3 separate regions of the Sus scrofa genome follow, and regions 2 and 3 are each linked to region 1. Evidence: chromatin contacts called from public HiChIP or PLAC-seq data. All regions are on one chromosome and are shown on one strand. Each heading gives the region's core, a stretch centred on a gene start, on an enhancer-like site or on the middle of the called end of the contact. The rest is flanking DNA. Distances are from core to core; before and after follow the strand shown. Region 1 overlaps ACSL4 (acyl-CoA synthetase long-chain family member 4). Region 2 has its middle 95 kb from the start of TMEM164. Region 3 overlaps LOC110257796 (a long non-coding RNA gene).

The links. HiChIP or PLAC-seq counts read pairs in DNA pulled down with a chosen protein or histone mark.
Region 2: a contact with region 1 is called in an H3K27ac HiChIP or PLAC-seq map of alveolar macrophages. The contact joins two enhancer-like sites. A contact is called at or near these places in 1 of 47 Hi-C or Micro-C datasets (subcutaneous adipose tissue) and 1 of 2 datasets of contacts at active chromatin or transcription factors (alveolar macrophages).
Region 3: a contact with region 1 is called in an H3K27ac HiChIP or PLAC-seq map of alveolar macrophages. The contact joins two enhancer-like sites. A contact is called at or near these places in 12 of 47 Hi-C or Micro-C datasets (alveolar macrophages, embryonic fibroblasts, fetal skeletal muscle and 7 more) and 2 of 2 datasets of contacts at active chromatin or transcription factors (alveolar macrophages and skeletal muscle).

The regions. Positions count from the first base shown.
Region 1 is chrX:89,778,588-89,782,391 of Sscrofa11.1, reverse strand. It overlaps ACSL4 (acyl-CoA synthetase long-chain family member 4), which reads left to right. Exons shown (of 16, transcript NM_001038694.1): 10 at 317-456; 11 at 1,202-1,374. Among named protein-coding and RNA genes, the nearest start is that of KCNE5, 38 kb to the right of the region's middle. Within about 2 kb of position 2,116, at least 2 of the 83 cell types and tissues checked have an H3K27ac peak or open chromatin away from gene starts, as enhancers often do. A contact at or near this core is called in alveolar macrophages, where this site is marked.
Region 2 is chrX:90,008,389-90,012,192 of Sscrofa11.1, reverse strand. No RefSeq gene overlaps it. Among named protein-coding and RNA genes, the nearest start is that of TMEM164, 95 kb to the left of the region's middle. Within about 2 kb of position 1,577, at least 1 of the 83 cell types and tissues checked has an H3K27ac peak or open chromatin away from gene starts, as enhancers often do. A contact at or near this core is called in alveolar macrophages, where this site is marked.
Region 3 is chrX:89,947,630-89,951,433 of Sscrofa11.1, reverse strand. All of the region lies in intron 3 of LOC110257796 (a long non-coding RNA gene), which reads left to right. Among named protein-coding and RNA genes, the nearest start is that of ACSL4, 110 kb to the right of the region's middle. Within about 2 kb of position 1,898, at least 5 of the 83 cell types and tissues checked have an H3K27ac peak or open chromatin away from gene starts, as enhancers often do. A contact at or near this core is called in alveolar macrophages, where this site is marked.

The DNA.
Region 1 (3,804 bases), core at 867-3,366:
CCCGCGGCCCAAGACATGGCAAAAAGACAAAAAAATAAAAATAAATAAAATAAAAAAATAAAAAGTTATCTTTATATGACAGATGAATGAATTTTTTACACTCTAGTTAATGTTTTTAGTGTACAGAACTGAAGAAGCCTCTGTGTTTGTCCTTAGTATTTTTAAGGGAAATTAATGATATAATAAAGTAAATATCTCCATTATACTAAAGACTTTTACCTAAGATATTATAAACAGGGTATTTTCAACTAAAGACCGTCTCAGTGTTGGTGCGGTTCCTTTCTGATTATTTAATATGTTGCTTCTTACCTTTTAGGAAATCATGGATAGAATTTATAAGAATGTTATGAGCAAAGTCCAAGAGATGAATTATATTCAGAAAACTCTGTTCAAGATAGGGTATGATTACAAATTGGAACAGATCAAAAAGGGATATGATGCCCCACTTTGCAATCTGTAAGTATATCTTATAGATTCTATAGTTTGAGCCTTTAGATCTTTTCGTGTTTTTACATTTGGAAGATGAATAAGCACATGGCAAGGTAATTACCACCAGCGTTGAATTTCTCTTTTTTTCACTTCTAAGCCTCATTGCTTGTGTAGCAGGCACAGGACCTTGAACTCTGATCTTGGCAATTTAACACATTTTAATAATTGAGAATGTTTTAAAAATTTAATTAAAAAATTTGGTCTCATGAAGAAAAACTACAACGGACTCTTGTGTCAAGACAATTGAGTTTTAAAAAGTGATTTTTCAAGATTTATTTTGCACAAAGCTTTCTGACTTATTGTAGTCACAAAATAACATATTAGGGGTATGAATATAAGTTATTTTAAATGTGGTGCTGGAGAGTCAGGATGGGGAAGTGTTTTCATTGGATGGGAAATAAGATAGATGACTAAATGTTCCAAGGATAACTACAGTTTTTCCATTGACATCATCATTTTCTTTCATCTCCTGTGTGTCAAAGTAGTTTCCCAACACGGCATTTTTCTTTTTGCATTTTTAAGAGTTTTCCTGACTTTTCTCCTAAGGTGTTACTAGTGGTCTCTTTGTTAACCTCTCATTATCGCAATGGTCCTAAAGTGTAGATGTTTGACCCAAGTTGAGAAATCTTTTCCAGAGCCTGTAAATTAGTATGTCACCAAAAATAATCTATGCATATATTCAAATCATTTATTTCCCCCCCCTTTTATCAAGGCTACTGTTTAAAAAGGTGAAGGCTTTGCTAGGAGGGAATGTCCGTATGATGCTGTCTGGTGGAGCACCCCTGTCTCCGCAGACACACCGATTCATGAATGTCTGCTTCTGCTGCCCGGTTGGTCAAGGCTATGGATTGACAGAATCGTGTGGCGCTGGCACGGTTACTGAAGGTAAGCATTTTTAACAGGGCAAATACTTCTATATTAGTTGCTACTGGCAAAGCCAATTTGCTTTGCCTTTGGGAACCATGGTAACTTTCTACCTCTTAAGTTACATCAGAGTCAATGCAAATCTGCGTAGTTTTAGTTTTGGAAATGTTTACTTGATTGTGTGTACCTTTTATTTTTTATTTTTTGCTTTTTTATTTATTTATTTTTTTTAGGGCCGCATCTGCGGCATATGGAGGTTCCCAAGTTAGGGGTTGAATCGGAGCTGTGACTGTTGGCCTACACCACAGCCATAGCAACGCAGGATCCGAGCCATGTCTGTGACCTACACTGCAGTTCACGGCAATGCCAGATCCTTAACCCACTGAGCGAGGCCCGAGATCGAACCTGCGTCCTCATGGATCCTAGTCAGATTCATTTCCACTGAGCCACAATGGGAACTCCGTGTACTTTTTATTTTTAAGCCTCGTAAATATTTATGCCAAATTGTCAGTCCTCAGAGTTCTGTCACCCTGGTCTTTTAATCTTCTCTAAGTGATCACTTCTGTGGAGAACTGAACTCTTAGAATAAAGTATCACTTTTGTCCTCCTTCTCAAATCTATATTCCTGCCCTAAGTTCTTGTTTGCTTTCTCTTCTGTTGTTTTCAACAGTCTATAGCAGGGTTTCTCAATGCTGACACTCTTGAAATTTTGAGCCAGATAATCCTTGATTGTTGGGTCTTTCTGGCACACTGTAGGATGCTTAGCCACAAGATAGCAGCTAGATAATGTGGCAATGAAATATATCTCCAGACATTGCCAAATATGTCCTCAAGGGCAAATCACCCTGGATTGTGAAACAGTGGGGTATAAAGTAATTTTCATTTCATCATCTCACTTTTACTTTAACCTCATGTACAAAGTCAAGGCCATTATCCAAAAACCGTCTCTCCATTGCCAAATTGTTTGTGACAGTGTTATTACCATTCCTCAAGTCATTCAAGGCATTGACTTTGAAGTCATCTGATTTTTTAATAGCTTTAACTTTCATCAGATCCTCCCATTTTTTCGTTGGCTTTCTCCCTCCCCTGCCTGCCACCTTTGGCATCTGACATTTTACTACTTCACACTGCTCTGAGGTAACAGCCTTTCAACTGCTTAGGATTCATCGATGTCACTTAGGATTCATCCTGTATTCTTCTCTTAGACAACAGCCACCTCAAACACGGCTCCATACCTGATGAACCTAGCTTTCAAGAGGTCTCTAACCTGGCACCATTGTGTCTGTTCTTCATAATTTCCCTCCTGTGTACACAGCTGGGTTCTTCTCTCCAGACAAGCCAATCTTCTTGCTCTTGTATTTTCTTTCTTTCTTTTTCCTTTTTCTTTTTTTTTTTTTTTTTTTTTTTTTGTCTTTTTGCCTTATTCTAGGGCCGCTCCCGTGGCATAGGGAGGTTCCCAGGCTAGGGGTCGAATCGGAGCTGTAGTCACTGGCCTACGCCAGAGCCCCAGCAATGCGGGATCCGAGCCTCGTCTGCAACCCACACCACAGCTCATGGCAACGCCGAATCCTCAACCCACTGAGCAAGGCCAGGGATCGAACCTGCAACCTCATGGTTCCTAGTCGGATTCGTTAACCACTGTGCCATAAGGGGAACTCTGCTCTTGCATTTTCTGTTTCTTTCTTTTGGAAGGTCCTTTTGGCTGTCCAATCACGGCCATCTTCTTGTGTGCAACTCTTCAATTAGGTCTTTCTCAGCTATTTCATTTTACATTGTTCTTTCTAGTCTTTAAGGGGCTACTGTGCTCACCAGCAGTACCATGCAGGTTAGAATTTAAATGTGCTCTAAATTATTGCACATACTTTTCTCTCCAGGTTGTTTCTTTCCAGCTCATGGAGGGCAGTGTCTCCTTACCTTTAATGTGTTTTCCTCACAATGTTTAATGTAATGCTAGGTACAGAATAGGTTGTCCGTAGATATTTGCTCATTGCTGGCAATCACCACAAACTACAAAAGGATGATATCAGCACCATTGTCCTGTTTGATAACAGCCACTAACATTTTTTTTAATTTTTATTACTCAAATGAATTTATCACATCTGTAGTTGTATAATGATCATCACAATCTGATTTCACAGGATTTCCATCCCACAGCCCAAGCACATCCCTCCACCCCCCCAAACTGTCTCCTCCAGAGACCATAAGTTTTTCAATGTCTGTGAGTCAGCATCTGTTCTGCAAAGAAGTTCAGTCTGTCCTTTTTTCAGATTCCACGTGTCAGTGAAAGCATGTGATGTTGGTGTCTCATTGTCTGACTGACTTCACTTAGCATGATCGTTTCTAGGTTCATCCATGTTGCTATAAATGCTGGTATTTCGTTCTTTTTAATGGCTGAGTCATATTCCATTGTGTATATGTACCACATCTTCTTGATCCACTCCTCTGTTGATG
Region 2 (3,804 bases), core at 328-2,827, 230 kb before region 1:
AATGAATGACGTTGGAGGTCATATACTAGAGTGATAAGTGAGTTATCTATCCCTGTGTAGCAAAATTTCCCCAAACTCAGCAGCTTAAAACAACACTTATTTGGTTTCTAAGGTTCAACAAACTCGTATTTGGTTTCAAACACTCACGTGGTTTCTAAGGGTCAGACATGTGGGAGTGATTTATGCAGGTAATTCAGGTTCAGTTGCAATCAAGCTGTTGGCTGGAGCAGCCATCTCAAGGCTTGACTGGGGCTGGATAATCCAGTTTCAAGCTCACTCACATAGCTGCGAGGTCTCGGTTGTTTCTTGGATATTGGCAATATATGTCTCAGAGAAATGCCTGGCACATATTAAGTACTATATAAGTGCAAGCTATAATTATTATCAGCTAAAATCTCTGAGGAGTCGTCAAGAGATTTTAAGCAGATGAGTGTCCTGATCATCTGTGCTGTTTCAGAACACTCCCTCCAGCTTTAGTGTGGGGGGTGAACTGGTAAGGGGACAAGCAGGAGGGAAGGGACCCATTAGAAAGCTGTTACAGGGGTTCCCGGCATGGCTCAGTGGAAATGAATCTGACTAGCATCCATGAGGATGCACTTCCGATCCATGGCCTCACTCAGTGGGTTAAAGATCCAGCATTGCTGTGAGCTGTGGTGTAGGTCGCAGATGTGGCTTGGATCCCGCACTGCTGTGGCCATGGTATAGGCCAGCGGCTATAGCTCTGATTCGACCCCTAGCCTGGGAACCTCCATAGACTGTGGGTGTGGCCCTAAAAAAACAAAGAAGAAGAAGGAGAAGAACAAGAGGAAGAAGAAGAAGGAGGAGAACAAGAACAAGAAGAAGGAGAAGGAGAAGAACAAGAGGAAGAAGAAGGAGAAGAACAAGAACAAGAGGAAGAAGAAGGAGAAGAACAAGAACAAGAGGAAGAAGAAGGAGAAGAACAAGAACAAGAGGAGGAAGAAGGAGAAGAACAAGAACAAGAGGAGGAAGAAGAAGAAGGAGAAGAACAAGAGGAAGAAGAAGGAGAAGAACAAGAACAAGAATAAGAAGAACAACAAGAAGAAAGCTGTTATAGGTGAGAGATGCCAATGTCCTGGTTTAGGGTGGTGCTAATGGAAACAGAAAAATGGATTAATGCAGGGTATATTCTAGAAGTAGAGCTACCTCTTCATGGATAGATGTAGGTGATGACAGAGAGGGAGATAGAGAACACAGGAAGAGGTGCAAAGTTGTTTGTGGAGGTGAGGATGGTGGGTTGAATTAGGACCTTGAAGGGTTAGAGGTGCTTGTAAGACATCCATGAGGAAAAGTCCGGCTGGCTCTCAGAGCTATGGGTGTGGAATTCAGAAGAGAGAACTGGGCTAGAGATTTAGGAGTCATGAGCATACGGGTCATTGACCCATGGGTGTGGATAAGATTGCCTAAGGGAAAATATGTCTAGTGAGAAGAGAAGCCTGCCTAAGAAAGATCCTGCTGGTCACCAGCAGTGAAGAGAGGGCTGCAGGAAGAAGCATCTGCAAAGGAGAGTTAGAAGGAGTGGCCAGAGAGAAAGAGGAAAACCTGGAGGGCGTGATGACACATAAGCCAACGCAACATCTCATGAAGAGAACAGTGACTCAGCAGTGCCAGCGCTGCCTAGTGAAAGATAAAGGTCACAGAAAATGAGGGTTGAAAACATCCATTGAACGGACCAAGAAAGAGATCATTGGCTATCTTCATGAGAGTCATGACACTGGAATGGGGTGCAGGTGGGGAGATGTGGGGATTCCTTGTTCCAGCCTCTTTAAACTCTGAATGCGTGGGATTTATAGACCTTGGTGTTGAGTATCAATTCCTCTTCCTAAACAGAACCTTTGATCCCACAAGCTTCTTGAAGATATAGATTCATGAGTGGAATTTACAGCAACTGAGGTACTCCTTGACCAAGGACCTAACATTTATTGAATGCTAATGATTTTATTTATTTATTTATTTATTTATTTTTGTCTTTTTGCTATTTCTTGGGCCACTCCCGCGGCATATGGAGGTTCCCAGGCTAGGGGTCCAATTGGAGCTGTAGCCGTCAGCCTACGCCAGAGCCACAGCAGCGCTGGATCCGAGCCACGTCTGCGACCTACACCACGGCTCACGACAACGCTGGATCCTGAACCCACTGAGCAAGGCCAGGGATCGAACCCGCAACCTCATGGTTCCTAGTCGGATTCGTTAACCACTGCGCCACGACGGGAACTCCTCATTTTATTTATTTAAAAAAAATTTTTTTGGCCACATGCTGCAGCATGTGGAAGTACCAAGGCTAGGGATGGAACATTTACCACAGCAGCGACCTGAGCCACAGCAGTGACAACATCAGATCCTTTAACTGCCAGGCCAACAGGGAACTCCAAATGCTATTCATTTTACATGGATAATCTAATGTAATCCTGACACCTACCCTATGAGGTAGGGGCACGGCTAGAAGGCTTATGATGTGCCGAGTGCTTTCTTAAGTACTTCACATAGTCAACTTCTTTTTTTTTTTCTTTTTTTTTGTCTTTTTGCCATTTTCTTGGGCCACTCCCACAGCATATGGAGGTTCCCAGGCTAGGGGTCGAATTGGAGCTGTAGCCAGGGGCCTGCGCCAGAGCCACAGCAACGCGGGATCCGAGCCGCATGTGCAACCTACACCACAGCTCACGGCCACGCCAGATCCTTAACCCACTGAGCAAGGCCAGGGATCGAACCCACAACCTCATGGTTCCTAGTCGGATTCCTTAACCACTGAGCCACGACGGGAACTCCAGTCAACTTCTTTATATTCCCAGATAAGAATCTTGTGGCCCACATCACAGGAAAGACTTCGGCAGGGCTGGGTTTGGCCAGGATCAAGGAAGACAGAAACCAAGGTCCTCAGTCATGGGACAACTTCTGCTGCCTCTGGGCTTCAGGGAAATGTCTTTTCTGAGGAATGTAGACTGACAAGGGCATTTTCTTGTGTGGGTCTTGGAGCAGAACTGCCTGGAGCAGAGGCCATCTGATCAGGCATTGTTTTCGAATATCCTCCAGGAGGCCATGGTACATCACCCAGGGCCCATCTAAGATGATGCTCATTAAGGGGTAGAAGGCCTTGAACCACAGTCTTCTTTTGCTCTCCTTCTTAGGTACAGAGGAAGCTCTGGGGACTTCAGAAATCCAATTTTGTGATGACTCTGGTCCCCAAGGGAGCAGAGAGAGCAGATTGCCATTTCAGATTCTGGCCGCGTGGAGACTGCGGAAATCCCAGTTTCCCTATTAAGATCTCCAGGCATGCACAGGTGTCCATGTGCCAGGCAGAGGGCACATCTGCTTGGAGCTTTCATTGCCCTTGCTGCCTCGCCTGTGACATTCAGCCCATTAAATCACGGGAAGGTGGAAGCAGCTCGTGTTCCCTACCAGATCATGACTTTCCCAATAGCAGATGCAGGATTGTTTGCAAGGTACTTCCCACGCCTTCTCAGGCTCCAACATGGCGCTAGGTTCATAGCGATCCGCAATAAATATTAGCTGAATTATTTTTTTTATTTATTTTTTCCCACTGTACAGAAAGGGGATCAAGTTATCCTTACATGTATACATTTTTTTCCTCACACTTCGTTCTGTTGCAATATGAGTATCTAGACATAGTTCTCAATGCTACTCAGCAGGATCTCCTTTAAATTTATTCTAAGTTGTGTCTTAGCTGAATTATTGAATAAAAGAATGGATGAATTTTTCCTCGGGCCAGCCCTTGTTCCAGCTTACTTCTTATGTGTATTCAAAAACCAGACTAACCTCCCTAACCAGCAG
Region 3 (3,804 bases), core at 649-3,148, 170 kb before region 1:
TTTCTGAAGTTGCAACTGCTGACACTTTTGTCACTTCTTTCTAAGGTCATCTTGTATTTTTATCTCTGTCTACAGAGAGAATCCCCATCTAAAGCACGTTCACAGACAAGAGTTTTACAGACAAACGCACCTAAATTATGTGGCACCCTGATTTGAGTCGCCGTTTAAAAAACAAACCCACCACCAGGACAGTTTAAAGACTTATCTCCCACCTCAAATTTAGGGTTAACAAAAATCTGAGAAATGTGGAGGCATTTCATGCATTTTGCCGCTAGTAGGCGCTAGAGGAACAGTGACCAACCACGGATGAATTTATTTATTTATTTAATTTTTTTTATTACAGTTGATTTACAATGCTCTGTCAATTTCTGCTGTAAAGTGACCCAGTTATACATGTATATATATACATTTTTTTCTCACATTATCCTCCATCATGTTCTATCACAAGTGATTAGACATAGTTCCCTCGCTGTACATGCAGCAGGATCTCATGGCTTATCCACTCATAGATGAATTTTTGAAAGCCATTTTCCTTTGACCCGGTTGGAGAAATGAAAAGTATGTTTGATAAGTTTGGGGATTCCTTTAGATTTGGTGTATTTCCAGTTTGGATGATAAAGTGGAAACTGTAGGCTTAAGTAACTTTTCGATTTCCAGATCTCATCTGGAAAGGAGCAGGTTCTCTTCCCGAGAAGGCATGATGAATAGATGAGTGCTTAGCGTTTTCCAAAGTGCTTACTATGCCCCAAGTGCCGTGTGAGGTGATTTAGCTCTTGTGAGAATCTTAGAGAATGGATGTTGTCATTCCCACTTGCTAGTTGAGAAATTAAGGCATATGGAGGTTAAGCAGCTTGCTTAATGTGACAGTGAAATGATAAAATTGAGGCAAACCCAGGTTCATCTGACCCAGAGTCAGGGCTTTTATCAGACACCACACGACCTAGGCTCTCTCTTTTATTCTACCAACTTTCTACTAGGTTGTGGTACGAGAAAGGTTATCCTGGAATTCCTATTGTGGCTCAGTGGTAATGAACCCAAACCCGACTGGTATCCATGAGGATCCGGGTTTGATCCCTAGCCTTGCTCAGTGGGTTAAGGATCAGACTTTGCCATGAGCTGTGGTGTCAGATCTGGCCTTGTGGCTGTGATATAGGCTGGCAGCTGCTGCTCCAATTCAACCCCTAGCCTGAGAACTTCCATGTGCTGCAGGTGCGGCCCTAAAAAGAAAAAAAGTTATCCTGACTATGGTGTGACGAGACCTTTAATCAAAATCAGACTGTCTCAAAACATGGTTCTAGTGTGCAATTAAATGGGAGGAAGAAAAAACCCAAACAACAAAGAAAACAGAGTTAGACGCTTTCAAGCTGGGGGGAGTCTGGGAGAATAAAACTTCCCCAGCTACACTTCCAGATGTGAAGACCCTACGATATTCTTAAGCTGTTCATTCAGCTTCCATTCTCTTTGCCTGAGAGTCCAGAGACCTGATGGCTCCAGTAGCAGGGAGAGTCATTGTCTTCAGGGCTAGAGGCACCAGTACCTTTGCGATGCTGGAGAAAAGTCCATCCAGCCTGAGATTTTTTTTTTCCTTTAAAGAAACCAGGTCTCGTGGGCTCTACAAAAGAAAGCCACGGCATTTATTGTGCTGTTCCTCACCTCACATCTGGGGCTAGATGTCAGAGGTGCCCAAACGTAGATCTCTTTCTTGGCTCCCAGCAGTGGAGGAGATGGAATAGCGGAAGTAAAAGCTCTCCATTTTGCGTGTGAGTAGAAGATAGGAAGTAGCCTTAAAGTTCCAAAGTGTCTGAGACACCAAGAATCACATGACTTTGAACACACTATACGGCTGATTGACCTTCCTGATTACAGCTCTCTGTAGCTGGTGTTATAACAACTTGGCACTTTAAACAGTTTTCGTGCCTATTATGTAACAAGGACTTTCAATAACACGTACACTCCAAGGGCTACGCTGCGAGCTTTACTTGCATTCTGTTCTTTAAACCCCACAGAAACCCTTCTCAGCAGTTACTAGTATTGTCCAAGCAATCCGTGCACATAGTTGAATGGATAGTACCAGGAGTCCTGGTATTGAAAAGAAAAAACAAACCCAGAAATCTCCACACTTCCCATTTCCTGTGTCCTTCTTTTAAGAGGGAACCACTCTCACTTCTCTTGGTTGGTTTGGGGGTTTGCTTTGGTATTTCAGTTCCTGACTTACAGTTGATACTGCTCTCTCTTGATGTTTTAATTTTAAGCATTTTCTATTTCCCTTTCTATATGAATTATCATGATTTTGTTCCCTTTCAACCCTCCCCCCTGCAACATACACATATACAAATGTCCTGTTTGGCTTGGAGTTGATAATAGTTTCCTTTTAGTTCACTCAGTTTTTTTTTTTTTTTTCTGGTCTTTTTAGGGCCACACCTGTGGCATAGGGGATTTTTCCCAGGCTAGGGGTTGAATCAGAGCTACAGCTACTGATCTACGCCACAGCCACAGCAGCACCAGATCCGAGCCACATCTGCGACCTACACCACAGCTCATGGCAACTCCGGGTCCTTGACCCACTGAGTGAGGCCAGGGATCGAACCCACATTCTCATGGATACTAGTCAGGCTCATTACTGCTGGGCCACAGTGGGAACTCCTCACTCACTTAGTTTTTATATGGTTATCATTACTAATCCAACCCCAGACTTCCCCAAATGATCTAATACTCTTCTCAATAAAGTCAACACATCAGATAATCTGATTTTTTTTTTTTTATGGAGACATCCTCTCAGAACCTTCCATCTACCTGTCTCTAGCCTACAGCATGGCTGTCTTCCCTTTACCTTCATCCTGGGACTTTTTGTCATCAGTCTCTTGTGTTGGACCCTTTGTTTCCTGGATCCCATGTCATCTTCTGGCCACTCCCTTGTCATGGTGATGCACACACTCCAATGGCTTCCTGCAAAGTGTTCATGGGAGGTAATTTTTTGAAGAGGTTATCCTTCAAATTCTGAAATTTTATGACCATGTGCCTCAGCATGTGTCTTATAGTCATTGTACTGGATACTTAGCCCTTAGGTAACTCATTTCCTTCTGCTGGGGGATATACTTCCATTATTCTGTTCGATTATTTCGGCTCCATTTTTCCCCTCTTCTCTCTCTGGGAGCTCACAATGGATAATGGTTCTTTAATTCTTATATCCTGTCTTTATTTCCTAACCTCATAGCCATTTAATTCTGCACTCTAGAGATTTTTAAAATATACGTTCTTTCTGCTGAATTAAAAACAATTCTACTCTAGTCGTTCGACTTTTTAAGAGCTCGTTCTTTTTTGGTCTTTTTGTCTTTTTAGGGCCACACCCTCGGCACATGGTAGTTCCCAGGCTAGGCGTCGAATCTGAAGTGGTAGCCACCGGCCTACGCCAGAGCCACAGCAGCGTGGGATCTGAGCCGTGTCTGTGACCTACACCATAGCTCACGGCAACGCCGGATCCTTAACCCACTGAGTGAGGCCAGGGATCGAACCCATGACCTCATGGTTCCTAGTTGGATTCGTTTCCGCCGCGCCGCGATGGGAACTCCTCTCTGAAAATCTTAATTACAGGGTTTATCTTATGGCTCCTTCTGCTCCCTGCATTGTTTCTATTTCTCCCCAGTTTCTTTTTCAATGTTTGTTTTAGTTTCTTTTTTTCTATTAAAGATATTTTTTCTCCAGCATTTGATTATCTTTAATTATTCGTTTGTATTTAGGAGTGAGGCAACTGAAAAGCTGTGTGTGTGTGTGTGTGTGTGTGTGTGTGTGTGTGTGTGTGTGTGT